Regions from separate parts of the Rattus norvegicus genome. Here region 1 is linked to region 2. A link is a contact called in public HiChIP or PLAC-seq data. All regions are on one chromosome and are shown on one strand. The core of a region is the stretch at or near the end of the contact, and the rest is flanking DNA. Distances in the headings are between cores, read along the strand shown. Region 1 holds the start of LOC102554677 (a long non-coding RNA gene). Region 2 overlaps Msra (methionine sulfoxide reductase A).

Region 1 (7,276 bases), core at 4,762-7,261, 400 kb after region 2:
GAAAAAGAAAAAAGAAAGATCAGCTTTGCGTTAGATAACGGCATCCGGGTTCTAGAAGGCTGTGGAATGGCATTATGACAGAGAGCAGAATCTTCGGAGCTGGCAGACTTGCACCCCAATCCCAGTTGACACACTTCATCAAGTCATTCAAAGCAGTCTGCAGTGTCTCCTCTTTGTAAAATGGGGTTCTCCTGTCTGTGAGACTGTCGATCGATCGTGGGTCGTGTGAGAGAAAGGCCCCAACAGCACTGCGCCTGACTCGGAGTGGGTATGCACGGCCCCCTTTGTTTTATGTAGTGTTTGGAAATGCCGTTTACTGTGCTTTACTGTGCTGTGCAATTCAAGAGCGTGAGCCCTCCGCCGCCCCTACCCTGTACTTTGCTCAACAGTCCTTTGGCCTCCCCGGCGATGTTATATATGCAGATGATCTGTTTGAAGCTGCCAAACACAGAGGGGACAGTGGTTTTATTTTATGAACAATGGTTAAGTGTCTCCTGAGTGCTGGCTACTGGGAAATAAATATTCTAGATTTCATCTATTCATTCATTCATTATAAAAAAAGCAATCCTCCAACGACCCCCCCATTCACCCAGCTTCCCTGTTCCTCCCTCTCTCTCTCTCTCTCTCTCTCTCTCTCTCTCTCTCTCTCTCTCTCTCCAATCCCAGAGGCCTAGCAGTCTTTTTGCCCAATTGGACGTTATTTTTCATTTTCTCCTTGTCACTACCTAATGTCCAAATTTATTTAAATCACCCTCAGACACAATCCTACAAGATATGAATCACATCTGAAGCAGGCTCGCCCCCACCAACTTGTCAGCCGTCTCACCTATGATTGACAAGATTTCCATTCCCGTCGTTTCGTCGACTAACTCTGCTTCAAATCTGTATATTTAATGAACACACCAATTGGTCCCTCGTTATCAGTCAGAGCCTTTTTTTTTTCAGGGCTAATGCACTGATTTTATAATTTATTGTGCGTGGTGGCTGCCTCTAAATGAAATTCACTGAAGGCCTTGTCCGGTTCATATTAACACAATATCTGGCACATGAATATGATCATGAGATCGCCCACCCCTCTGTCCCCTTCTGTGCATATAAACAGTTTCATGTTCCTGTTAGACACGAGCCAGGCTTTTCTAGCCCTAAAGTGTGTTGAATGTTATAACTCTGCACAAAGACGAAAAGAAAAACAAGCGATTGCTTACCCCCCCAAAAAAATATTCTCCAGTGCAAACACAATCTGACACATGTTAAAAATTGCCCGAAGCACTGGTGAGTTATGGTTCCTCTCCCGAGGCAGATAATTCATTAGGAAATAATCTCATGCCCTGTGTAGCAATTGAACAAAAATATTTATTTGTGGTACTATCAGATGATAAGGAGAACAGGGCTTCTTTGGAGGCAAGGGGGAGGGGAAGCCTTCAGTCGCTGCCCACCATAAGCATTGCAAATGAATCATTAGGCTTCATCCTGCAATCTAGGTCAGGATGGAGCGATGGGACACGGGATGGCTTTTAAATCTGCTGTAGGCTCCAGTCAACCTGCTTAGAAGGCACAGGAGGCCCAGTTACACTGGACTGGAACATTCCAAGGGGACTGGAGGGACTCTCACCTGCTGTAGGGACCATTACCTGACCCACAGAGTCATCAAAACTAAAGAAGGCTGTGCATTTAAATTTACATTTAAACACACATAGACTTTCAGCTTTCCTTGTGCTTTTTTAAGACCTGAGCAGGATTTGCCAGACAGATCTTTAAAAGAGAGATGCTATCTTCCTGCCTACTGGCTGGAACCAGCTCCTACACCCAGGGTGTGGACAAGGACTTTGCAAATCACCTCCCCATGTTGCTGCAAAAGAAGATGGGGGGGGGTGTCCTCCAGCAAGCCATGGTTTATTTGGCTTTTGGCTTTCTCTAAAGATTAGAGAAGTTGTATACTATTAATAAATCCTCAAATAAAACAGAAACAAAATAAATTGACTGATGACTGCCATCTGGTAAACTAAACTTGTACCCAAGACCCTTGTCAAGGGCCTTATTCTTCCCTCAAAATGAGTATGGAGGGTGCTAATTCCAGGAGTTTTGTGGGTCCTTCCTCAAAAGGGTTTGTGCCAGCTTTAATGTGATTGCTTCCTGAACATGTTAGAGACTTAGTGCACTGGATCAAAGTCCCTGAACTGTCCCCAGGTTCTTTTCCCTCTACACATGAGAGCTGGCTCTGTGTATTTTTCTAAACATGTCCCAAAATACAACTAACACTAGAGAGATGTGCATAGGAACATCTGAATCTTAAAAATTTACTCTAAGCAAAATGAACCGAATGAAACTGACAACAGGCTACTTCTTTTAGCCTTCTGTAAATGTTTTTATTTGCTTGTTTTAATTGTCACACCACAACTGTGCCTATTCATGGGGTGGCCTATGGTAATTCAACATGCATTCACAATGGGCAACTCTCAATTCAGAGTAATTAGCAATTCCAGGTCCTCGGGATTTTATCATTTCTATATGAAAACCTCCATGCTCTTCTTTGCCAGTTATGTTGAAAAATAGCATACGTTGCTTTAGATTAATGTTACCCAAGCTGTTTACTTCCTTTATTTGACAAAAATCATAAGGAAAAAATTTTAAAATGCAAATATGATATAGGAGAAAATATACAACGACAACAACCAAAATTACCCAGGTTTTGTCCTAAACCTCTGAACTTACTAGGAATCAACTTCAAGGTTCTAGAAGGGATTTTTCCATCTCTCTGGACCTTGCTTTTTTCTTTTATGTGCATCAGAAGGAGTTAAGCAGCTCCTGAGATCTATCATTAGCAGTCCAAATGCCACCTCCAAATTTGTTTTCTGCTGTGTTTTGCTTTTGGAAAGACAAGGTAACTGCAGAAGTATCTGCGGTTATTTCCAAAGATGTGAACTGACGTTCACAGAAAGCGAGCACTTCTGAATCTGCTGAAATTGATATAAAACTTGCAAATGAGGGAGGCTCACTGTAAAAATGATCCTCCAGAATAGAGTTGAATGACTTTGGATGGAGATTTTATAAACCTCGAAGCAGTCTCTCTCTCTCTCTCTCTCTCTCTCTCTCTCTCTCTCTCTCTCTCTCTCTCTCTCTCTCTCTCTCTCTCCCTCTCTCCCTCTCTCCCCGTCCCTCAACATTACTGGAAAGGCCTGAAGAAAACCGGTATCAGACAAACAGACAGATAAGTAAGAACAAACTTAGCTTATTTGTCTGAATATTTCACTAGGGATGGGAGTTTTGTATTCTGAAACTAGAAGGCGATGATAGAATATTCTATTTCAGGACATTTTTTTAAGCCATTTAAAAGATTTCTGCCGCAGGATAAAGGACTCGTCCTGAATGCAAACAACAAGCAAAGAGTGTGCTAGAGGCTCCGCCATCATATTAAAAATTAAACCCGCTGCATTTCATAATGGGCTCTCTCTCTCTCTCTCTCTCTCTCTCTCTCTCTCTCTCTCTCTCTGTGTGTGTGTGTGTGTGTGTGTGTGTGTGTGTGTGTGTGTGTGTGTGTGTGTGTGTACAGCTCCCATCTTTCCTCTCACCGTGGTGAAAATCGTACTCAGACGCTGTTCTTCATGTTTAACACGGGAGCATCAGCTGAGGAAGGTCAGAACCCTGCTTTTCTAAAAAGGGAACCACAAATGTCACTGACACATGCCACGGCTTGGCAGATAATATATTTCTTTCCAATCTCCTGCCCCTTCCGTTTCCCCACCCTCATGCGTGTGCCCAGCTGAAGGGCACCTCTCAGTCTTCCTTCCTTCCTACGGTGGGACCAGCAGGAGGCACGCCATTCACAATGAATTCAAAAGTACTCCCCTTTTGATTTCTGTTGTCTTTATTTTAACCTCAAGAAGGGGGAGAGATTTAACTCAGTCTTCACCCCAGGCTACGCTAATACTTAGGTCATGTCTGAGCTCTCTGGGGAAGCCCGGCTTTATCCCATCCGAGGGGCAATGGTGTCTTTTCAGTGGAGCTGTACAGCTGTCCAGCCATATGGGCCCCAAACAGCCCAGTCAATCCGATTTGGGGAGGTTTTACAATGTAATTTCTTAACGTGTTAGTATTTGGGGTGAGTTTGATCAGGCGCATGGACAGCCCTTAAGCCCAAGGGTTTAGGTTTTAAGAAGCCATTACAAATGGCCCAGCATCCATCCGCTCAGACTGGTTAAAAACAGATATGAAATCTGTGGCTGGGGGAGGGGCGAGGACTCCTGACCCCCTGGTCGGAGAAAGTCCCAGGGGTACGCTCTAACTATTAATTCAGCATCAGCTGCCGTATCTAAGCCCCCCCCCCCACCTCTCCTTTTCTTTTTTAACCCTGGTTCTCATCATTTAAGGCGTTCCCACTCCGGCCCGCGGAGCCTGTTACAAAACCAGGTCTCCGCTCCCCCACTCCACCCCCACTCCACCCCCACCCCACCCCCGCGCGCGCGCGCGCCCCACGCAGCAAGATGAGAGAGCCAGCATCCCGCAATGCCGCAACTGCGCAGGAGACTTGCATTGAAACCGTCCTCAAGCTGAACAAAACCAGGCCTCTCTGACAATCTAGCAAAGGACAGTAGCCTCTATGCACCATTGCTCTTCAGTCAAAACCGACTGGACCTCAAGTCACAGCCCCGTCCTTCCCTGGTGCAGGGGTTCGAAACTGTCTGCCAAGGAATGCTTTGTAAACAGAACATAGAATAGCCCTAAATCTAAAAACCTTGATCAAAATGGTGGGAAGTAAGACCAAGTCATCACTTACAGGGTGGTGCGAATTGGTGGAGACTATTATAAAGTGGTCAGTATTCCCAGAAAGATCGCCTAGTGGGGACCTTTGCCAACTAGCTACATTATTTTTTATTAAAATCTGTTGCAAGGATGTTTTAGTTCTCACTCACCCACCCCCCAAGATTCTCAATTCTAGAAATTTACAAAAACTGCTTATTTCCTAAGTTTCTAACCACACATTGTTGAAGGGGGAAAAAAAATAAAGCAAATGAGGGAGGTTTTGTTACAGCCATTCTTCTGTTGGGGCCCTTACCTAACAGTTGACAGAAATAGCAATGGCCTTGCATCCAGGGGGAGGGGGCATCCCCGGAGATCCATCCCGGCTAGGTAGATGCCTCGGCCACCACCCCCTGCACTGGCCATTGACATCTACAACACTTAAGGCTGCTTTTAGCTGTCCGAGTTTGTGAATTTGTTCTCCCCACGTCTACATGTCTTGAATTCAACATAGCCCAAGAAACAGTTCGGGGTTTTTGTTTGTTTGTTTCTTTTTTCTTTTAAGTCATCAAAGAAAAGCAGGCGTAGGGAAAGCAGATGGGCCTGCGTGTGCTGGTCGGAGCTGCCTCGCGGCTGCCGCAATAACCCTTTGGGAAGACAGATTTCTCATCGCAGGCGCGGGGGCTCGAATGGGGGAAGGTCTTTTCGGTTCGCTCTTATGGGGACATTCATTCTGGGTCCTTCTTTAAGCCACAGCTAACTCTGTGCTCTTGGAAAGAAAAAAAAAAAAAAAAACAGTTACACAGCCGCACAACTACAACAAAAGGCGCCTCCCCGAAGTGGCTCTCCACGTCCGCAGGACGGGTGGCTGGACGTGTAGACGCACTTTTGTGCCTCTGTAATCTCGGACGTCCATCTGGCCCCGGCGGGCGAGGGCGGGCGGGAGGGCGCGGGCAGGGGAGGAGCGCGCGCACGCAACTAGAGGCGCGAGCACGCGCGCCCGCTCTCCTTCACTTTCACCTTGACTGCGGGGGGGGGGGAGGTTGGGGGGGACGACAAGAGACTATGGTTCTCCATCCCCCCACCTTCCGCCATTCGTCTTCCCACCCCCAGCACTGTCCTGCCCAGACGCCAGCCTAGGGAGGGGTGAGGAGGAGGCTGCACTGGCGCTCGGGTCGCCGCACCGCCCCGCAGCCGCGCGCTCTCCGCAGTGACAGCAACCGCAACTGCAGCAGCACCCAGCTCCATCCTCACCAGCCTGGACCGAGCCCTAGCCCGGCAGTTCCGGCTGAGGACCAGAAGCAGAAGGTGTGCAGGTGCCCCGAGCCCCCACTCCATTGACCGAAGCGCAAGAAACCCGGAGTGGGCTAGATGCGGTACTGCACCAAGGGGACTGAGAAAAAGAGGACTGGAAAACATGAAGCGATTCAGACGGGGTAGGATTGAGCCTCAGAGTCCGCACAGAGGACTTTGGCAGGGCCTGGGGCAGCAAGGGTGGCTTCAAGGAATCGGAGGGTTCTGACCACTGCAGATGCGGCTCATGTGGGTGCGGCGAAAGCACCCACTTCTCCCAGGATCTAAACGGATAAACGGAAGCGAGTGTAAGTGTGGGGGTGCGAATCGCCACCTCCGGCCTTGGCTTTCCCGTTCCTGAGAGCACCCCCACTTCTCACTTTCCCAAAATCCGCATTTTTCTTGGCACAGCCCTCCCGAACACCGAGCTAAGAGAGGGAGGTGCCCGGGGGCAGTGAGAGTGACGTGTGCTGGTGCAGAGGGGGGTGGGGGGCTGCGGGCTGGGCTCTGTGGACCGACTCCTAATCCTCTTGTTTTCGGAACCGTCAGCAGATGTGGCTTCTCTTAGCTGAATAATCCGTTAAAGGAATAATAATTTTTAAAAAGGACTTCGGCCTCACCCAACGAGGACAGTGAAGGAGATCAGCGCCTGGTAAGACTAAAAGAAAAGGCACTAAATTCTCTGCGTCCCTCTCTCTGTCTTCCTCTCAATCCCCTCACCCCCTCCCCCTCTCTCCTCCCCCCCTTCTCCCCCATCCCCTGCAATCCGCACTCGACGCGAGTTCACGCGCAGGGCTGGATTTCCAGGCTGCACTGCAACTTCTCAGCGCGTTATTATTATTCATCTGAGGGTGCAGCCTCTGCAACCTTCGCCTCCTGCGCTAGCATCCTTTCCCCTCGGCCACGGCCACCAGCAGTGCAGTTTCTTCTGCACGCAAGCTCTGGTTCACCAAAGGAGGATTCTGGTTTTTTGCTATTTTTGTTTTGTTTTGGTTTGGTTTTGGTTTTTGGTTTGGTTTGGTTTTTGGTTTTATGTCTTAGTTCTCTTCAGGGTCATCGCCAGGATGCTGGGTTTAACCGTTAGCTTTTCCTCCGGCCAGGTGGAGCAACCACCAGTGCCGGCTGGCAGCAAAAGCCAAGGAAGCGCTTGGGGCTTGGCCAGGGAGGCCGCTCCCTGCTTGCGGGGCTGCCTTTAGCCTCCACTACTCTTCCGCATCCATCTGCCTGTATATTATCCCCATCCCTT
Region 2 (6,864 bases), core at 1,684-4,183:
ATTCTCTTTTTGTGGCAACAAAATACTTGATCAAACCAATATAAGCATAGAGAAGGGCGGGGCAGCAGACGTCACTTGAGGCAGCAGGTCACATGGCCCTCAGAGTCAGAAAGGCAGAAAGGGAGAGGGCTGCTCAGTTTGCTCTCTTTATACTGTAGCCCATAGATGACGCCACCCACATTTAGGTTGAGTCTCCACATTCCAATGTACTGTATCTAAAAGTCTCCTACAGAAATGCCTACAAGCTTGTTTCTCAGCCCTATCAGGGTGACATCATAGATCCCAGCAGAAGTAGCTAGAATAAGTCTTGAATTACAAATTCTAGCAATTCATGACACAGACTCAGTTCAGGGTTGGGTACCCTCCTGGAGAAAGGTTGCTTACCCAGCAAAGTTTCCTACTCTCCACAGTCAGAGAAAGGATGGCACTGTGAGAATTTTACCAGTTACACGTCAGTCACTGGCCCTTGGTTACCTGCCTGTGAATTACAGTTTATGCTCATGAGCTTATGGGCTGAGGAAGCAGGGCCTGTCAAGCAAGAGTGTCAAGTGTCCTCCACAGCTGTGTGCTTTGAACCCTTATTCTCCAGTTGATGGTGATACTTTGGAAGCCACGGAACTTTTGGGAAGTGGGGGCTTAGGGATAGATATAGGTCCTTTGGGGACAGGAAAATTGCCTCAGAAGTTAATAGTCGAGCCAACCCCAGGTTCTGGTCTTGTTTTCTCTACTGCCCAGTAAGACATGATGTGTACTATCTCAGCCATACACTCTACCCTGTCTTTCCTGTTGTGATTGACATGAGCTAAAATAAATCCCTCCTCCTCAAAGTTGTTTCTGTCAGGCATTCTGGTCATACCCATGGGACATAACCTAGCACACGATCCCTTGGCACCTGCAGGTGACACAAAAAGATTGGGCAGATTTTCACCTCCCAGCCGTCCTCAATGTCAACTCTATGAAGTCACCTCAGTTGATGCAGACACAGTGATAATCCCAGTGAATTGAGGAAAGGGAAAAGGATCAAGTGTGAGACCGTTTCCCAGATGGAGAGTGAAGCATGCTGATGACAGTGGTTTGCCCATCATCTGCTCCCTGCACTCCCTGTTTGCTGGGCTGTACCTTGCCTTGGCTGGTTTTCTGTGCTGCGGGGAACCTCCCTTTAGCCTCGCAACCGTCCAGGGTGTGAGCAGGCAGGGTCAGTGCAGCTTGTTCTGTTATGTGGATTAGGTAATGGCATTCTAAAAGTTGTTAAATGAGTCACTGAAGCAACTCTCTCAAAGAGGCTTTAAAACACACACACACACACACACACACACACACACACACACAGTGTACCTACTTGGTCTTTTTCTCAATCCTAAAACACCGTTTCCCTGTTATTATTCTGGACCACCTTTTGCTTTCTGGAAGGAACTATTTCCTTCTCTAAGATCCCCCTTCTACACCCAAGGTGCACACAATGGCTCCAATTTTCTTCTCAGTCCCCATCCCTGCAATCCTGTTTGCTTTTCTCCTACAGAAGGGCACTCTTTCCCTCTGCTGCTCCTTGACTGACCCTGGAGTCTGTTCTTTCTTATCTATTATCAGCCTGCCTAACCCCTGCTTGGCTGGGTCACCTAATTTCCCTTCTACCTCCTGGTCTTATTATTAGTCTTGCTCCAGAAACCCACAGCCCTGCCATCATAACAAAGGACGTGTGCGCTTGTGAGGACCACTTTGCAAACTGATTTAGTCGGAGAAGGGCACCTTGCTGCATACTAATAATGCTCTAATCACATGTTCCTGACGTGGTTCCACAGGGAGAGCTGAGAGCAGTCTGTGCTGCATCCCAGTGTGACTGAAGAAGCCTGGGCTGAAGGAAGCAAGGGCCATGAAACATGTGCTAGCACCAAGAAAATCATAATATTTGATATTATACCAGAAAAGATAACCACTTTCAAGAAGCCAAAGGAACCTACTTGAATATAGATCACCGCACAGTGAACTGGATGCTTCTCTTTGTGGTCTGATAATAGTCTTTCTGGTAAGGACTTGTTTGAACATGACCTGGGCTTTGGAGAACTGGCTCACCCTCTGATGGCATGTGTATGTCACAATGGATGTGTGAGCATTCTCACAAATACAGTGATTGATCTCAACTGTGAACTCTACTCACAGCACAGCATGCTCAGTCTAGTTTTGTTTGGGGTGCTCTGTACCCTATTTTCTTGGTTCTGCCTGTGAACAGCGTTCAGGGCCTGCTTCAGGCCTTCTATCAGAAGAAGGACACAACAGACCCGGATGGAAGTCTTAAATCTGTCTAGAGAAGATGTTATTTCCCATTTTGCTCAAGACATACCTTGAGCCTAAAACAATAGACATAGAAATACCTTTTAGTCACTGGGCCCTGTCTACAAATTCATCAGCTCTTAAGAAAACATGTAAACACACACACACACACACACACAGACACACACAGAGAGAGAGAGAGACAGAGAGACAGAGAGAGAGAGAGAGAGAGAGAGACAGAGACAGAGACAGAGACAGAGACAGAGAGAGAGTTGAAAACAACCCACATATCTAACAAAAGACTAAACATAGACTTGTAATTTATCACATGAGGGGCAATTTGGGGAATCACAGCAAAAAGCTACACAAGGCAGTAAGTGGCTGAACAACACCGAAGGCCCCCCCACTTAGAGCAGAGCTTACCTAACTTGTCTGTGTAGCCCAGCCCAACACTGGCTAATTTATGAAGGTACACTTAGGGGTGTAGAGTATAAGAAACCCAGGTGGTGGCTCTTATTAATGATATCATAAAGAGGACCAGAGAGGAACTGCATGATCAAATTCCAGATCAGGTTCTGGGGTTACAGGGTCAGGACAGAGTAATCTCGGCTCTGAAGCCAGTATCGGTTCCAACTGCCTGGATACATTTGGAGATGGCTCCAGTGGGGGCGGGGATGGCTTTGCAAACCTCCTTTGCCAGGAGCTTACTGCAGCAAACCTCTTCTGCCCTGGCACTGCAGCGCCAATAGGATCGGGGAGCTGAACTCAGGCCACTGAGTTCGAAGACATTGTGGCGATGAGAGTAAAAGGGGACATCTCAGATATTGAATCCCAGTGTCACAAAGTACTACAGCTCAGAGCAGTTCAAGGTGAAGAAGCCAGCCCACCCTGCAGAGCACAACCACCTTTGTCCTTCACAGGCCTGCCTCCCACCTGAGGCAGAAATGAATGACCCTGACCTCAGCTCCAACCCATCAGCGCAGTGCACACAGCTTGAGTGGGGTACCCGTGGCCACCATGGGTGATTGTGCTCATGGCCTAACTGCTCCCTGGCAGGGCAGCAGGGCGGCAGGGCGTAGGACCTGACAGTGCGGGCCTTTTCTCCCTCTTCCACTAGCAGCCAGTGGGCGGGCTTGCTCAGCCAGCTGCCATGGCAACGGGAAGATGGCTCTGTGGTGCCCAGAACAGATGTCACATGGGCTGCTGTGCTTGTGTTGGGGGTGGGGAGCTTGGTGGGGGCACCAGGGGAGGGGCTGCGCCTTTGGAGTTAAATGGTCCCACCAGAGGGAGTAAGTCACATTTGGAAGGGAGTGCGGAGCGGTAGAATCTATTTTCTTTCTTGTCCCTGTCCTTTAAGTGCTAAACATACATGCACAAACACAAATGGCCTTTCATCTCTGCTCCTGAGGTGCTGGAGGCTCACAGCTTTCTGGGCGGACATGAAAGCTGTTATCTCTCCAAGCCTCAAATGAACATCCCCTCCGTGGCCCAACCTTGAGCAGGCAGCCCTCTGTTGTCTTTAAGGGACTGGCCAGGAGGCTCCATTTGGGTGAGTCCAAGGAACCTAGAATCATGCAGAGCAGAGACCAATCAAGGGGAAATTGAAAGGCAAACACACTGGGTTCTGTGGGCAACGACAAACCCAGCTCCAGGCTTCACAGGCTTGCCACTGAAATGAAAGAGTCCCTATGTCCCCTTCCTCCTCCCCGTGGGGTCTCTGATCGTATCATGCCAAAGGCCATTTTATACAGACTAAACTGGGGCAAGGCTTATAAATCTACCTGTCTGAACCCACAGGCTCTTTGTCCCTGAAATAGATCTATCCTAGTCGAACTGCTGTGTTTAGAAATTTCCACTACTTTCCATTTCTCCCACACAGAACTGATAGATATGTGTACATTAATATGATACATCCATATTCATTGGTAAGATAAGATATTATGTGAATACCAGGAAAATGCCAGGCATCGGTGGCCTATTTTCCTCTCTGCTTCTAGCCCAAAGCTGAGACTCCAACTTCAGACCATGGGAACTTGGAGACAAGGGGGAGAAGGTATAGGTGCTATCTTAATCAGATGCACGACAGTCATTGCATGTGTGGGAGGATGGGAAAATGCTACATGTAGTTATTTTGCACTGGGGTTTAATTCACAGGACCAGCATGCACAGAGCGGCTGCTTTGTGCCAAGGAATGCCACAGGGAGGAGGGGGAGGCAAGCAAAGCCAAGAAGATCTCATTCATCACCAAGAGGCAGAAACAGCACAGAAACTCTTATAATGGGTCTGATGAAGTGAGTGCTGCAAGCAAAGCATTATGGGAATGTGGAGAGAGGCAGGCTCTGAGAGAGGTGCCCTGGGGTGTGAAGAGACAAGCAGGAAGAATCTGGCATTGACAGCACCTGCTCTGTGACAGACATGTTATATACACAGCACACCGGATGGATCATAGAACTCCCTCAGAGGCAGTCGCTGTTTTTATGTCTTTTTTTTTTTTTTAAAAAAAAGTCAGGAAACCCAAGCTTAGAGTGGTTTACAATCCAAGGTCATTCATCAAGGACACGGCCATGCTGCCCTGTGTTTCTGCCTATAGACTGACAGAAGACGCAGCCCAGCACAGAATGCAGCTGCAAATGTATCTATCATTTTCTGATCTTCACCTAAGCAACAAGGGTCAAAGATCGTGGGTCTCAAACAGTCCCTGAAGCTTTCCTAACACACGTAAACGCATAGCAATTACAATAAAAAGAATCGCTCGTCTGAATGTAGCCCAGAATCTCCTCATGGATCACAATGGGTACTACTGGGACCTTTCCGTGCCCTTGAAAGATGAGTAGGGGTGGCCCCACAAACTGTATTAATTCATTTGAGCATCACCCTATGTTACTAGGGTTTTTTGTGTCTATACCTTCATTAAAATGACACATCTCCCAAGCCCTGCTAAGATTGCTGTATTTTATCAACAATCTGGCCTGCACCTGAGGTCCTAGGGCATTTGTGGTTCACCTGAATGAAAAGCATTCATCAAGAGTCAAAGGTTGCCTGACCGTGCCCCGGTCTGCGCAGCTCTAGGGAGCTGCCACTACAAGCCAAAGTCCCCTACGGAAGACTAGCTTCCTTGACACTGCAGTGAAAGTATACAGCCACCGGGGGGCAGTAACACAAACCAAATTTGTTTCCTTCAGGCCTGAATGTGGATGTGCCCAGTTTAATGCGTAAAGCCCATTATTACGAGCTTTTTCTCTCCCCACCCCCTATTAATGAACAAATGCCCAGGGGTAATGCAGAGATTTCTAAATACAGTGCAAGAAAGGGCAATCTGCACTCATACGCAGGGAGTCTAACATGCAGTAATAAGTGGAAATGAAAATAATCAAGATGCAAGCGAGCCATTAGGCTAAAGAGCTAGCCCTCTGTCTGGCTACAAACACAGAAATGCAGATGCCTGGCTCGCAGAAACGGGCATTTTAAAAATATTTATTTCACAAGTTCCTATTTAGAGTTCATAATACTATCCATAATTACAAGCTCCAAGCTCCAAGAGGGGTCTAGCAGGAATTCCATATCTAGTGCGGAGCACAGAGAGGGATGGTTCTCTTAGCCTAAGGTAAATGCATGAATTATTCAGGAACTTCCACAGGCATTTTAAATCATAACTTTGTGCTGTAAACAATAGCGCACGTTAAAAAAAAAAAAGGTAAAAGATGAAGACCTGTCTAATCCCCAAACCATAAAACAGCTTCTGACACCCAATCTGCACAGTCTCCCAATGGCTGTGGTGGCTTTCCATAGGAATCCTTTGGCGTGCTTACAGGGTTTTAAACACGGCAGCAGAGAGAATATAATAACACAGAACCCACTTATTCCCTGGGAACAAAGAATCCGGAATGGTCCTGCCATTTTCGTGACAAAGGGGAGATTACACACGCAGTCCTTTCTTTTAAGTTGTTTGGAATTCCAGGCCTGTGAGAAAGATGACAAGACCACTGCTAGCAGCCTTGTCTCCGGAGTCACCCCATTACATCCCACTATTCGGGAACTGCTAGACAGACTACAGCTATTATCCACGCAACATGGCTGAAACACACATGGAATTCTGAGTCAACTGGCCAGAACCCTCTACATTTTCTACTGGGGTTGTTCTGAGAATGAAAATGTACCCCTCTGGGCTTCAGTTTCCTAGCAACAGAGGTAGGAGAGCAGATCTTGCCCTATGCCCTTGTGTGGTGTGAAGGTCATTCGGCATAATGGGAGGGAAACATGGTAAGAACCCTTGAGATTTATGAAGGCTCTCAGTGTGTGTCTTCTCTCCAGTTTACAGGAGGAACTGAAGCTGCAGAGACTAATCCAAGGTCGTGTGGGTGAAGGCAGAGCCAGGGCCCCAGCTGGCTGTTCTCATGCAAGGCTATGATTCTTCCCATCCCTCCTTGGAGCTGAGTACACACAACACAGCTGGCTCAGTCCGCTCTGGAAAAATACCTCAGACTGGAGGCACACAGCAGGGCTGTGGACTTTGGTAAAGGGCGAGGTACACCAAGGCTCCTTCTCCTGCCTTGTTAGGTTTTGTTTACACATCTTCCCTGAACACAGGAGTGAAAA

The links. HiChIP or PLAC-seq counts read pairs in DNA pulled down with a chosen protein or histone mark.
Region 1: a contact with region 2 is called in an H3K27ac HiChIP or PLAC-seq map of oligodendrocytes, with 15 times the contacts expected there. The contact joins two enhancer-like sites. A contact is called at or near these places in 1 of 12 Hi-C or Micro-C datasets (frontal cortex) and 1 of 1 datasets of contacts at active chromatin or transcription factors (oligodendrocytes).

What each region holds. Positions count from the first base shown.
Region 1 is chr15:43,008,625-43,015,900 of GRCr8, forward strand. It overlaps LOC102554677 (a long non-coding RNA gene), which reads left to right and starts at 123. Exons shown (of 5, transcript XR_010057932.1): 1 at 123-268; 2 at 5,851-6,682. LOC102554489 (a long non-coding RNA gene) reads right to left here and starts at 17. Exons shown (of 5, transcript XR_005494059.2): 1 at 1-17. Within about 2 kb of position 6,012, at least 34 of the 93 cell types and tissues checked have an H3K27ac peak or open chromatin away from gene starts, as enhancers often do.
Region 2 is chr15:42,611,513-42,618,376 of GRCr8, forward strand. All of the region lies in intron 5 of Msra (methionine sulfoxide reductase A), which reads right to left. Among named protein-coding and RNA genes, the nearest start is that of Prss52, 95 kb to the left of the region's middle. Within about 2 kb of position 2,934, at least 53 of the 93 cell types and tissues checked have an H3K27ac peak or open chromatin away from gene starts, as enhancers often do.